Regions from separate parts of the Sus scrofa genome. Here region 1 is linked to region 2. Evidence: chromatin contacts called from public HiChIP or PLAC-seq data. All regions are on one chromosome and are shown on one strand. Each heading gives the region's core, a stretch centred on a gene start, on an enhancer-like site or on the middle of the called end of the contact. The rest is flanking DNA. Distances are from core to core; before and after follow the strand shown. Region 1 overlaps MFAP3 (microfibril-associated glycoprotein 3). Region 2 overlaps CNOT8 (CCR4-NOT transcription complex subunit 8).

The links. HiChIP or PLAC-seq counts read pairs in DNA pulled down with a chosen protein or histone mark.
Region 1: a contact with region 2 is called in an H3K27ac HiChIP or PLAC-seq map of alveolar macrophages. The contact joins two enhancer-like sites. A contact is called at or near these places in 1 of 47 Hi-C or Micro-C datasets (embryonic fibroblasts) and 1 of 2 datasets of contacts at active chromatin or transcription factors (alveolar macrophages).

Annotation. Positions count from the first base shown.
Region 1 is chr16:69,112,445-69,118,453 of Sscrofa11.1, reverse strand. The region is part of intron 1 of MFAP3 (microfibril-associated glycoprotein 3); the gene reads left to right. Among named protein-coding and RNA genes, the nearest start is that of FAM114A2, 6.1 kb to the left of the region's middle. Within about 2 kb of position 4,358, at least 10 of the 83 cell types and tissues checked have an H3K27ac peak or open chromatin away from gene starts, as enhancers often do. A contact at or near this core is called in alveolar macrophages, where this site is marked.
Region 2 is chr16:68,337,400-68,344,309 of Sscrofa11.1, reverse strand. CNOT8 (CCR4-NOT transcription complex subunit 8) reads left to right here. Exons shown (of 7, transcript XM_013984900.2): 2 at 2,163-2,344; 3 at 4,226-4,419. The coding sequence starts at 2,228. Among named protein-coding and RNA genes, the nearest start is that of CNOT8, 11 kb to the left of the region's middle. Within about 2 kb of position 4,894, at least 1 of the 83 cell types and tissues checked has an H3K27ac peak or open chromatin away from gene starts, as enhancers often do. A contact at or near this core is called in alveolar macrophages, where this site is marked.

The DNA.
Region 1 (6,009 bases), core at 3,109-5,608, 770 kb before region 2:
ACTTTAAAGTGAAGAGTTATTTGGAGAAAATAGAGAGTAAAATAAGCTTTGAACCATGACGGGGAAGCTGGGAACATTACAGAATTTAAGCAAAGATAGGAATTGTAATCAGCTTGTAGATAAGGAAACTAAGACCACGAGAGATCATAGCTAGTTAGTTACAGAGGTATAACTAAAGACCAAATTTGACTTCTAAATCTTTTCATTCTTTTAGCAAGCAATTAGTGTGCATGTAGCCACAGCTAGACTCCATCGCCAGCTGCATCTCTTCTGCCACCTGAATCTAATTCCTGGAGAAATATGGATACCATAGAATTTGAAGTTTATCTCATGGGTAGTGGAAAATAGCCAATAGATTTTTTTTTTTTTTTTTTGGTGTTTTTGCCTTTTCTAGGGCCACTCTCACAGCATATGGAGATTCCCAGGCTAGGGGTCCAATCAGAGCTATAGCCGCCAGCCTACGCCAGAGCCACAGCAACACAGGATCCGAGCCACATCTGCAACCTACACCACAGCTCATGGCAACACCAGATCCCCAACCCACTGAGCAAGGCTAGGGATCGAACCCAAAACCTCATGGTTCCTAGTCGGATTTGTTAACCACTGCGCCACAATGGGAACTCGATCATGTTTTTTGTTTTTTGTGGGTTTTTTTGTCGATTTTATTTTATTTTATTCATTTTTTGTCTTTTAGGGCCATGCCCATGTCTTATGGAAGTTCCCAGGCTAGGGGTCAAATCAGAGCTCCAGCTGCTAGCCTACACCACAGCCACAGCAGTGCAGCATCTGAGCCACATCTGTGAACTCACCACAGCTTATGGCAACGCCGGATCCTTAACCCACTGTGTGAGGCCAGGGATAGAACTCGCATCCTCATGGATACTAGTCGGTTTCGTTACCTCTGAGCCACAGTGGGAACTCCTAACCAGTAGATTCTAAAATTGCCTTGACTTCCTTGTCTTTGTGTTTAGGACCAATTCTGAGAAGAGCGATGTTTGGGACATCAAAGAGGTGTAGTTGGAGTTAAGGAGACCCATTTGGAAATTAAAAGGGTAGTGTGGTACCCAGGTAATATGAAAGGACTGTGACCTAGGGAAGAGACATTAGGACTTAATTGAAAAGCATCTAGGGAGTTCCCATCGTGGCGCAGTGGTTAACGAATCCGACTAGGAACCATGAGGTTGCGGGTTCGATCCCAGCCCTATGCTCAGTGGGTTAACGATCCGGCGTTGCCGTGAGCTGTGGTGTAGGTTGCAGACGCGGCTCAGATCCCGAGTTGCTGTGGCTCTGGCGTAGGCCGGTGGCTACAGCTCCAATTCAACCCCTAGCCTGGGAACCTCCATATGCTGCGGGAGCAGCCCAAGAAATAGCAACAACAACAACAACAAAAAAAAAAAAAAAAAAAAAAAGAAAAGCATCTAGGAGGTAGAATAATAATAATGGCATGTATTTATAACGTACCCACATTCATTCATCTAATGCCCACAACTACCCTATGAGGTAGTTACTGTTAATAATCTTATTTAGTAGATGTGTATACTAAGGCCTTTTGAGCCATAGCTTTACATAGGGATAGGATCAGGCACTCAACTCCAGAGTCCATGCTCCTGATTATACAGCCATGATGATACTGTCACTTTGATCTTGCCAAACTGGATGAATGGTGTTATGTGGCTATCATCCAAGCTACATACAGGCAGGACAGATCGATCTGAAGGTGAGAGGGAGGAGTTCTGTTTTTAGTTTTACTGAGTTTGAAATACCAGCAGGGGTGGGGTGGTTCAGACTATGGAGAAAAAAAAAAAAAAAAGTGGTCAAGGAGATCATAAATCTAAGCCTGTTATATCAATGTCTTTGTGTAGCTTCAGCAAATGCTTATGGCAAAAAGGATGAAAGTCAGGGATATAACAAATAATCCTGGGTTTGAAGCACAGCTCCAGCAGAACACAGAAGGTGTTTCTCGGGTGTGCTGGAAAACATGTCGACGTTTGAGCTGAGGGCCCAGATGCCAGTGATGAGGTGTGTTATGGCTCCACGATACTCTTGGGAGCATGGGGCTATTTTAATTAGAAACTTTGTGGAAAGTCGCCCTCAAAATGGTGATTTCTATTGAATGTTGCTATCCTTTTTATACTATCCCTATAACAATGCTTGAGGTGTAAGCAGAACAGCTTTATGTTCTCTGAAAAGGATAGAGGAGCGCTAACAGTCTGCTCTTCATTTGCTTTTTCTCCCCTTTGCCAATTCACAATGCCACTTTGACAATTTGTGGGCTGAGTGTAGGGGAACGTCTCCATTTTTCAAGTATAATAGTGCAGAGAAGAGTGGACGATCTGTAAATACAGCTTCGAACACATTTAATTACAGAGAATGAAGCATTAATATCCTGTTATACTTGGAGCAAAAACCAATACCATCTGGACATCAGTATTTTTCCTCCCTTCGAGTTATCCCAGAACTATTTTTGCAAACAGCAGTTTCCTCAGCCAACTTAACATGGAGCCACGAGAATGGAAACCAGCCACATTACTTCCTTATTTACTTCTGTTGAGAATTGGAACAGAATGGAAATATTTCTTCTCTCAGGTTGGCAGGAACGGCAACAAGGCAATCTGTTAGGATGACAGCTGAGGCACTTTTCTTTCTCTCTTTTTCTTTTTTAATGATAAAACCAATATTCAGAATGGTTATATTGGATAAAACCATCTACATTTCTAATTCATGATCCTAGAAAAGCTTACATTTTACTCTACCTAAAAGATGAAAAAAGAGATTAAACTTGAATATCACACTTTTCTGTTACTTATGCTGAAGAAAGGTAATAAAAAATTCTGCCAAGTAACTTCTTCCACATGCATAACATTGCTCTTTTTAACTTTTTATAGGATGGCACTGTGATTTTCCCTTTTGAACTTTTTCTTCTTAGCCTCCAATTGTTAGCTGCAGCATTGAGAATAACAGGCATGATATTATGCGAGGTCCCAAACTTAAAAGTGAATCGCATTCCTAAAATTCATGAAATCCTCCTTTTTCTTTTGCATTCAGCGCACACTTTTAGTTCTCTGCAGTATTTCTCACACCGTCTTGTATATAGTTAAGCTGTTTCTGCCTCTACCTTCCACTTTAGTTTGTAAATTTCTGAAGATTTGGGACGGTATTTCATGTGCATGATGGGTCCCTGGCTTAGCTCAGCTTTTTTATAGTCATTACTTCAGAATGAGTACAAAGGTCATGGTCAGTGTAGTTTTTGTTATAAACCAGTTCACACTAACTTAAGTGAAAGGAAATGTGGTGTGAAGAGATAAGTCAGAGGTGTTCGGACCCCAAGGGTGATTTGTTTCCTCTTTTCCGCCTCTGTCACTTTGGACATGTACCTTTGCCAGTGCTTTCTCTCACAACTGCTCATCACCCTCTTATCTGCAAGTGGGTTGTCTTTTAGTAGCTCAGACTAGAAGTCATTTGTGTTCAGGTTGCCCATGGTATAAGTGCCAGACTGAGCCTGTCTTATTGACTGGACTTAGAAGGATATTATTGGCCCTGTTGCTCTCCTGGCATGAAATCAGTGTACCAGGCTACTCCTGCCACCTCTGACCTAAGAGCAGTTTTAGGGTGTTTGTAGTGTTTTTCTAACCCCTGTCTGGTAGATTTCTCTTAACTTCTAGTAGAGGCAGATGGTTGTCTTACAGGACGAGAACCACAGATCTTGACCTCGCTGGCAGTTTATGTGCTGTGCCCCAGTGTAAGAGTAAGGGAGGAGTTGGAGGTGCACAATGAGGGTTGCCTGGTAGCTACAGCCACAGTTCAGTCACTTTTGCTGAACTTAATCTTTTTTCTCCCACATCACCATTGTTCCATGTCCATTATTTGGACATTTAGTCTTTTTTTTTTTTTTTTTTTTTTTCGTTCCCATCTGTGGCATATAGAAGTTCAAGGGTTGAATTGGAGCTACAGCTGCTGGCCTACACCACAGCCATAGCAACGCCGGATCTAAGCCACATCTGCGACCTACACCACAGCTCTCCTTAACCCAATGAGCAAGGCCAGGGGTCAAACTCACATACTCATGGATACTAGTCAGGTTCCTAACCTCCTGAGCCACAATGGGAACTCCTACACAGTCTTTTATTTTTGTGCTTTTAATTTTTAAGAAAGGTAAATGAAGATGTTTATTTACTTAAAAAAAAAAAAAAAAAGTCACATTGCAGCCAGGAAGTAGAATTCTGGCAGAAGCTAGAGTAGCATGTGTGAGTCTCTTTCTTTTCCACTCTGAAACTCTCCCCCTAGCACCACTCTTGCCCCTACTTCATCTCCTATCTTCTCTCTCACCATGCTCTCTTTCCCTTCTCCATCCCTGTCGTCATTTTTCTAACCCGATTGCCTCAGCCCCTTGTATGCCTCCTCTTCCTCAAATGGCCCTAACCCATAGTGTCTCAATCCAGATTTCAAGAACGAGATTCTTCTTAGTCAGCCAATGGGTTAACTTCCTCCTGGGCCCAAGAAGGCAGGGTTCAAAAAAGGAACCACGATGCCAGGTAGATCACAACAAAGATTTTCTACCACAAACTCAGGACGCATAAAAACAATGTAATATCGTGGATGGGCACCAAGGTCAGTTTATCATGGCTGTTTGACCATATAACAAAATATTTATTTGCAATGAGAAAAAGAGAAGTGTGAAATCTAAAAATTAAAGACTGAAATTGCATAATGGTGTTTCCCCTTTTTTGGAAATTCCCTTCCAATATTTTTAAATGGTTCCATGGTATTCCAAGTAAAAGTGTTTTATTTATCTTAAATAAGTAAACTGTTTTATCTTAAATTTTAAAATTTCACCTTTTGCTGTGAAGTACAGATTTTAGGACCTGAAAGGACCATCAACAATAATAATAACTAGAGCTTATTTAGTAATTACTCTTGCTAGACTCTCTTTTATATACGCTGTCTCATTCACACCTTTCAGTAGTCCTCTGAGAATAGATACTATTATTTTCCCTGTTTCAAAGATGAGGGGACTGAGGCTTAGAAAGATTGCCGTTAACAAAAGTTGCTGGTTAGAGTCAGAGCCAGGATTTGAGCCTAGGGAACCTAGTTCCAGAATCTGTACTCTGATTTTCTCTGCTTCCCTGCCTTTCTCAGAGGCCTGCAATTACAATGTTCTAGCTTAATCCAGAATGGAATGTGAGTGATAGTTCTCTAGTATTGCAAGTGTTCAGACAGTCTGGAACACCATGAGTCAGGGCTGTTGTAGAAGGAATGAGGAAGTATGTTAGTCTCTTGGATGCTAGTCCATGGCCTCTCTGCCTCAGAATCACCCAGGGAGCTAATTTAAAAATTAAAAACAGGAGTTCCCGTCGTGGCGCAGCGGTTAACAAATCCGACTAGGAACCATGAGATTGCGGGTTTGGTCCCTGCCCTTGCTCAATGGGTTAACGATCCGGCGTTGCCGTGAGCTGTGGTGTAGGTTGCAGACGCGGCTCGGATCCCGAGTTGCTGTGGCTCTGGCTCTGGCGTAGGCCGGTGGCTACAGCTCCGATTAGACCCCTAGCCTGGGAACCTCCACATGCTGCGGGAGTGGCCCAAGAAATAGCAAAAAGACAAAAAAAAAAATTAAAAACAAGTTCTCTAGATGATGGTGTTATTCATCCTGGTCTGGAAACCCTGGACTTGGTAACCCTTTATTCCCAAGGTTATCTTCTAGGACAAGATGGTAAATGAAGACTTTGGGGGTTAGTGGTTGGTTCACAGAATGCATTTAGGCGTTGTGCCTTTACGATCTTTCGAGATGACAAGTATTGTCTCTTTTTTCTCAGAGAATGTAAGTGCCAATAAATGCTTGCGGGTGTATAATAATTCTATCCCTGTTGTTTAACATTCTTCAAGTTGCAAAGATCCATCACATGCTTTGTCAGGTTTATTCTCCATCAGGAAGTGTTTATTGAACATGCGTTAGTTATGAACTATAGCAATAAAAAATACAGTCCCTGTGCTTAAGGGGCATGTAGGTGAGGT
Region 2 (6,910 bases), core at 3,645-6,144:
CCTGAGTCCTTATGTTACTGCTGAGCAATGACAGGAACTCCTTGATTGAGAGTTTTACTGTTGATCCGCCCATCTTGAAAGTAGAAAGCAAAGATTCCTTTTAGTCTTTCTAGGAATTTCCCCCTCAATATATACACTGGAACCTGGTGTTACATTATGTTGGGGATCCATGAATGGGCTTGGCTTTTAAGTCATTGCCCTTATGGTAAACTCCTTTTCATCTTTTTATAACTAAGCATCTCATTGCTATAATAACAGCATTGCTTCGAGGCTGAACCATATTGAGATTTATCTTGCAGGATACTGTTGCCTCCCCAGTTTCCTCCCAGAATATACACTATAAATCATTCTGCTTCTGGTTGAATTATTTATACCAGTTCTTTTCTATTCTTAATGTTGAATTGCTGCTTATTTTCTTTTTTTTTTTGTCTTTTTGCCATTTCTAGGGCCGCTCCTGCGCATATGGAGGTTCCCAGGCTAGGGGTTGAATTGGAGCTGTAGCCGCGGGCCTATGGCCTACGCCAGAGCCACAGCAACACGGGATCCAAGCTGGGTCTGCGACCTATGCCACAGCTCACAGCAACGCTGGATCCTTAACCCACTGAGCAAGGTCAGGGATCAAACCTGCAACCTCATGGTTCCTAGTTGGATTCATTAACCACTGAGCCACAATGGGAACTGCGTGCTTATTTTCTTTATAATTATACTATATGTTTAAAAGTAGACATTCATAACTCAGATTCTAATTTTCATTGTGATTCAAATTAGCACATGGGATTGATTTTACTGCTTAATCTCACTTTATGATCTCTTTGCCTTTAGTTGTATTTGACTTTTGAATTGTGGGGGAAAAGAATTTCCTTTTTGTTGAGTGGAGGGACAAGTCCCATGCTCATATTCATTATATGGATGCTAAGACTTCAGTGTGAAAGGTGAAGTCCACATTCTTTCAAGCTTTCAGAGATCCCAGGACATTTAAACTGGCTAGGGAGATCCTGCTGTGGCTCAGTGATAATGAACCTGACTAGTATCCATGAGTATGCTGGTTCTGTCCCTGGACTTGCTCAGTGGGTTAAGGATCCGGCGTTGCCGTGAACTGTGGTGTGGGTCAAAGACGAGTCTCGGGTCTGGTGTTGCTGTGGCTGGGGCATAGGCTGGCAACTGTAGCTCCAATTGGACCCCTAGCCTGGGAACTTCAGTTTGCTGTAGGTGCGGCCCTAAAAAGAAAAAAAAAAAAAAAAAAAAAACTGGCTAGAGCGAGTCCTTTATTTTATTTATTTATTTATTTATTGGCTTTTTAGGGCTGCACCTGTGGCACATGGAGGTTCCCAGGCTAGGGATCTAATTGGAGCTACAGCTGCCAGCCTAGGCCACAGCCACAGCAACCCCAGATCCGAGCCGCATCTGCAACCTACGCTATAGCTCACAGCAACGCCGGATCCTTAACCCACTGAGCGAGGCTGGGGATCGAACCTGCCACCTCATGGTTCCTAGTCGGATTCATTTCTGCTGTGCTATGAAGGGAACTCCCCTTTATTTTACTTTTAAAATTAAAATTTATTTATTTATTTTTTTTAGTGCCCCCTGGGCGTGTGGAAGTTCCTGGGCCAGGGATGGGATGTATGCTGCAGTTGAGGCAATGCTGGGTCCTTAACCTGCTGTGCCATATGGGAACTTCCTAAAGCCATTCCTTTAGAAATGTTTCCATGATTTGATTTCTCTGCAGAGTGATATGAAAGTGATGGATGAGGGCATATTTGTGATCATAGAGGGCTATTTTAGTCTTTAGGTAGTCTGGAGAGGCCTCAAAAACCAGTTTAGGGTAATGATTTTAGTTCTGTGCTAAAGGGCAGTTTGGCCAAAAGTTTCTTCATGTTTCTTTTTTTTTTTTTTTTTTAATTAATTTATTTTTTTTCCCGTTTCTTCAAGCTAAAGAAATGAGGGAGGGAGAAAGAATGTGTGTGTGTGTGTGTGTGTGTGTGTCTTTCTTGACCAAGGCAAGTTCTGGTATCATATAAAGTAGAGAATAAATATAATAGTCTTAATGTTTTAGCTTAAGCTGATTAAGTGATGGTGAAATACTATTTCAATGTCTTTGTTTTGTTAACACCTTATGCCATTGTATAAATTAAAATGATGTCAAAATCTGTTTTTGAATGTAGATCAGATCAACCATTGACTTGCCCTCTAACATAGTCAGCTGAAAGCAGCTTCAAGATTCTTCAGGATGCCTGCTGCACTTGTGGAGAACAGCCAGGTCATCTGTGAAGTCTGGGCCAGCAATCTAGAAGAAGAGATGAGGAAGATCCGAGAAATTGTGCTTAGTTACAGTTATATTGCCATGGTAAAGAGCTCTGCTTTTTGACTCACCTTCTGGTATGGACTTAGGGAATATTTCATATGAGATTTTGAAAGAAACGATTACAGTAAAGTCATGGTAAATTAAATGTGATGGAAAGTTATGTTGTTTTTATGAAACATCAGGGTAGCCACTGTGTCTGAGAAGAGAACCTCTAATATCTTAAGATTATTTATGATGTTCTCTTCATTTGAAAGTCTTTAGGAGTTACCGCCATGGTGCAGTGGGTTAAGAATCTGACTTCAGGAATTCCCATTGTGTCTCATTGGGTTAAGAATCTGACTAGTAACCATGGGGATGTGTGTTCAATCCCTAGTCTTGCTCAGAGGGTTAAGTATCCGGCTGTTGCCTCAAGCTGTGACTTAGGTCACTAGTTTGGCTCAGATCCCATGCACAGGTCAGCAGCTGCAGCTCTGATTTGACCTGTAGACTTGGAACTTATGTACGTGGCCCTAAAGAAGAAAAAAACCCAACAAAAACAGTTACAATTGCAGTGGCTTGGGTCACTGTGGAGGCGTGGGTTCAGTTCCCTGCCTGGCACAGTGGATTAAAGGATCCAGTGTTGTCACAGCTTCAGCTCAGATTCAATCTCTGGTTTGGGAACTTCCATCTGCTGAGGGTGTAGCCATGGGGCGGGGGGGAAGAAAAGATGAGGGCATGGAATTCTTTTGGGGGGGACGGGGGGCATGCCTGTGGCATGTGGGAGTCACCGGGCCAGGGATTGAACCCATGCCATAGTAGCGACCTGAGCCATCAGCATAGCAGTGACAACTCTGGGTCCTTAGCTCACTGAGACACAGAAACTCCAGGGCATGAAAGTCTTCAAAGCGGAAGTTGTCTCAGCCCATAAGCCCCATCTGTCCCACAGATAAGGTGAATTTGACTGACAGCAGTGTTTAAAGCAGTTTTTAAAAAGTGGTTGCCACCATTTAAAAATCAAGAGACATATGGAGTTCCTGTTGTGGCACAGTGGAAATGAATCCAATTAGGAATCATGAGGTTTTGGGTTTGATCCCTGGCCTGGCTCAGTGAATTAAGGATCTGGCTTGCCATGCGCTCTGGTATAGGTCGCAGACGTGGCTCTGATCTGGCGTTGCTGTGACTGGCGAAGACTGGCAGCTACAGCTCCAATTGGACCCCTAGCCTGGGAATCTCCATATGCTGTGGATGTGGCCCTGGAAAGCAAAAATAAATAAATAAATAAATAAAAATTAAGAGACATACTTAAATCCTGGATTTCTGTCATCTCTGGAAAAAATGAGATGATCTGGCTTTAAAGGGTCTACATTCCGGCCTGACATTTGGAGAGTTTGGAGGAAGCTGTCAGGGCCCTTTTAGGGGAGGCATGTACTCTTGAGTAATCATAATCATTCTCATACCCCATGCACTTTACTCCTTAATGTTAGTTGCCTGGCGTTTGCGATTCCTGCTGTGGGAAAGAAGAATTAACTCTAGCCTAGTGTTTAGTACTCTCTCTGATCTTGTAACAGGCTTTTTTACATGCTATTTATTTATTTATTTTCTGAATGGCTGTTTCACTTCCCTCTATTGTATTTTTATTCATATATTGTTCTCACCCTAGATGGTTTCTAGTCACCTGTGTAGGAACCTAGAATGTTCTTAACGGACCCAGAGTTGGTCAGCTATTTCTGTGCACATTCTTTTTAGAACCTCCAGTGGTGCAAAGCTTCATGATTCTGGTGCTCCTTCTGTAGCTCTCAATGAAATCAGTATTTTAAGGTGAATTTTTGTGCCTGAGCTTAGCACCTGTCAGGAACGTTCATAAATTAAGGTACAATTTTCGATTATGAATGATCAGTTCAACATCCAGTTGTGATACCTTATGATGACTTTTTCCTTTTCTAGGACACAGAATTTCCAGGTGTTGTGGTGCGACCAATTGGTGAATTTCGTAGTTCCATAGATTACCAGTATCAGCTTTTACGGTGCAATGTTGACCTTTTAAAAATTATCCAGCTGGGCCTTACATTCACGAATGAGAAGGGAGAATATCCTTCTGGAATCAACACTTGGCAGTTTAACTTCAAATTCAACCTTACGTAAGTGTCTGAGACACTTCTCAGTGTTCTTCTTAGATCTGCTACATTTGCGAAGACTGTGATTTCTAACTGATTTTATTGATTTGAAGTTTTGTTTTCACCAAACCCAAGCAGGGGTTGGATAGGGCAGTCAAGCAGAAGATGGAGTAAGGAATATCAGAAAGTAAAGTCCTTAAAGAACTCTTACAAGGCAACGATATAAATGCAACCCAGTTAAAAATGGGCACAACATCTGAATAGAAATTTCTTCGAAGAAGATTTAGAAATGTCTGATATACACATGAAAAGATGTTTACCATCTTTAGTCATTAGGGAAATGCAAATGAAAACCATGAGATACTATTTTATACCCACTAGGTGGCTGTAGTCAAAAAGACAGAATATTAAATGTTGGCGAAGCTGTGGAGAAAGTAGGCTTCTCTTCTGTTGCTATAGGGAATATGAAATGGTGCAATCCCTTTGGAGAATAAACACTTCCTCTGAAGGTTAAAAATAGAGTTACCATATGACCCAGCAATTTTCCTCCTAGAAGTGCATATGCCCAAGAGAAATGAAGACGTAGCCATGTAAAAACTTTACACGGATGTTTGTAGCACCAGTTATTCATAAAGAACCCAAAGTGGGAACCGTCCAAGTGTGTGAACCGAGGAGTGGATAAACATGCACCTGTGCCATGGAAGGTTCCTGGCCAGTAAAAGGGAATGAAGTACTGACACATGCTATACGTGGATGAACTTTGAAAACAGGCTGAGGGAAAGAAGTCAGACTCAAAAGATTATATATTGTGTGATTCTCTTTATATGAAATATCCCAAATAGGCAAGTCTAGAGGCTGAAAATAAAGTAGTAGCCAGAGTGGGCGGTAGGGAGGTTATGGGGTAATGGAGTGTGATTGCTTGATGGGCATGGGGTTTGTTTTTGAGGTGATGAAATGGTTTATAATTGGTGGTGGTCGGATAGCTCTTTGAGTACACTGAAACTGTGCTATGGAATTATGTCCCCCCCCCCTTTTTAATGGCTGCACCTGTAAAATATGGAAGTTCCTGGGCCAGGGATTGAATCGGAGCTGCAGCTGTGACCTGTGCCGTAGCTGGCAACTCCTCATCCTTTAACCCACCGCGCCAGGCCAGGCATTGAACCCGTGACTCTGCGTCGATCCAGCCTGCTGCAGTTGGATTGCATTGAGCATTGCGCCAGTGGGAACTCTGAATTTTTTACTTTAAAAGAGTGAATTGTTTAGTATGTGAATTATATCTCAATCAAGCTGTTTAAAATTAAAAGGGGAGGAGTTCCCATTGTGGCTCAGGGGAAACGAACCTGAAGTGTCCATGAGGACATGGGTTGATTTCTGGCCTTGCTCAGTTGGTAAAAGATCTGGCATTGCCATGAGCTGTGGTGTAGGTCACAGATGAGGCTTGGATCCTGCATTGCTGTGGCTGTGGTGTAGGCCGGCAGCTGCAGCTCCAATTCAATCCCTAGCCTGGGAACTTCCATATGCTGCAGGCGAGGCCCTTAAAAAAAAAAAAAAAAAAAGCAAAAAAATGAGAGGGGGAAATCATTTCCTCAATTAGGACATCAGTGTTCGAATTGCTGTTCTTAGCTGGGTTAATTTGGGTTGTTATTTTATTCTCTGTAAGTCAGTTTTCTTATTTGTCAAACAGGGTTATTACTCTCTTTCAGAATAGAAGTAAGGTTTGGAGTGGGTGCTAATCAAGGTAAATTGAAACTGAAGCCTATCTGATATGGGACAAATTTTGAGGATTTCTTTTTTTGCTGTTGTTCTTTTTAAGGCTGCACCCATGGCATATGGAGGTTCCTAGGCTAAGGGTCTAATTGGAGCTGTAGCTGCCAGCCTAGCCAGAGCCACAGCAACGCCAGATCCGAGCTGCATCTGCAACCTACACCACAGGTCATGGCAACGCCGGATCCCCAGTCCACTGAGCGAGACCAGGGATCAAACCCACAACCTCATGGTTCCTAGTCAGATTCGTTTCCACTGCTCCACAATGGGAACTCTGAATTTTGAGAACTTTTTTTTTTTTGTCTTTCTAGGGACGCACCCGCAGCATATGGAGTTTCCCAGGTTAGAGGTCTAATCAGAGGTGTAGCCACCGGCCTACACCAGAGCCACAGCAGTGTGGGATCCCAGCCATGTCTGTGACATACACCACAGCCCACAGCAACACCATATCCTTAACCCACTGAGCAAGGCAAGGGATCAAACCTGCAACCTCATGGTTCCTAATCGGATTTGTTAACCGCTGAGCCATGACAGGAACTCCTTTGAGAACTTTTTAATAAATTTCTGGTAAAAACCAGAGAACATAAAACTTAGCATCTTAACCTTTATTTATTCATTCATTCCTTATTTATTTATTTTGGCCGAGCCCACAGCATGCGGAAGTTCCTGGGCGGGGAATCTAAGCCGTGCCACAGCAGAGACCCAGCCCTCAGCAGTGATAGTGTGAGCCACCAGGGAACTCCCATCTTAA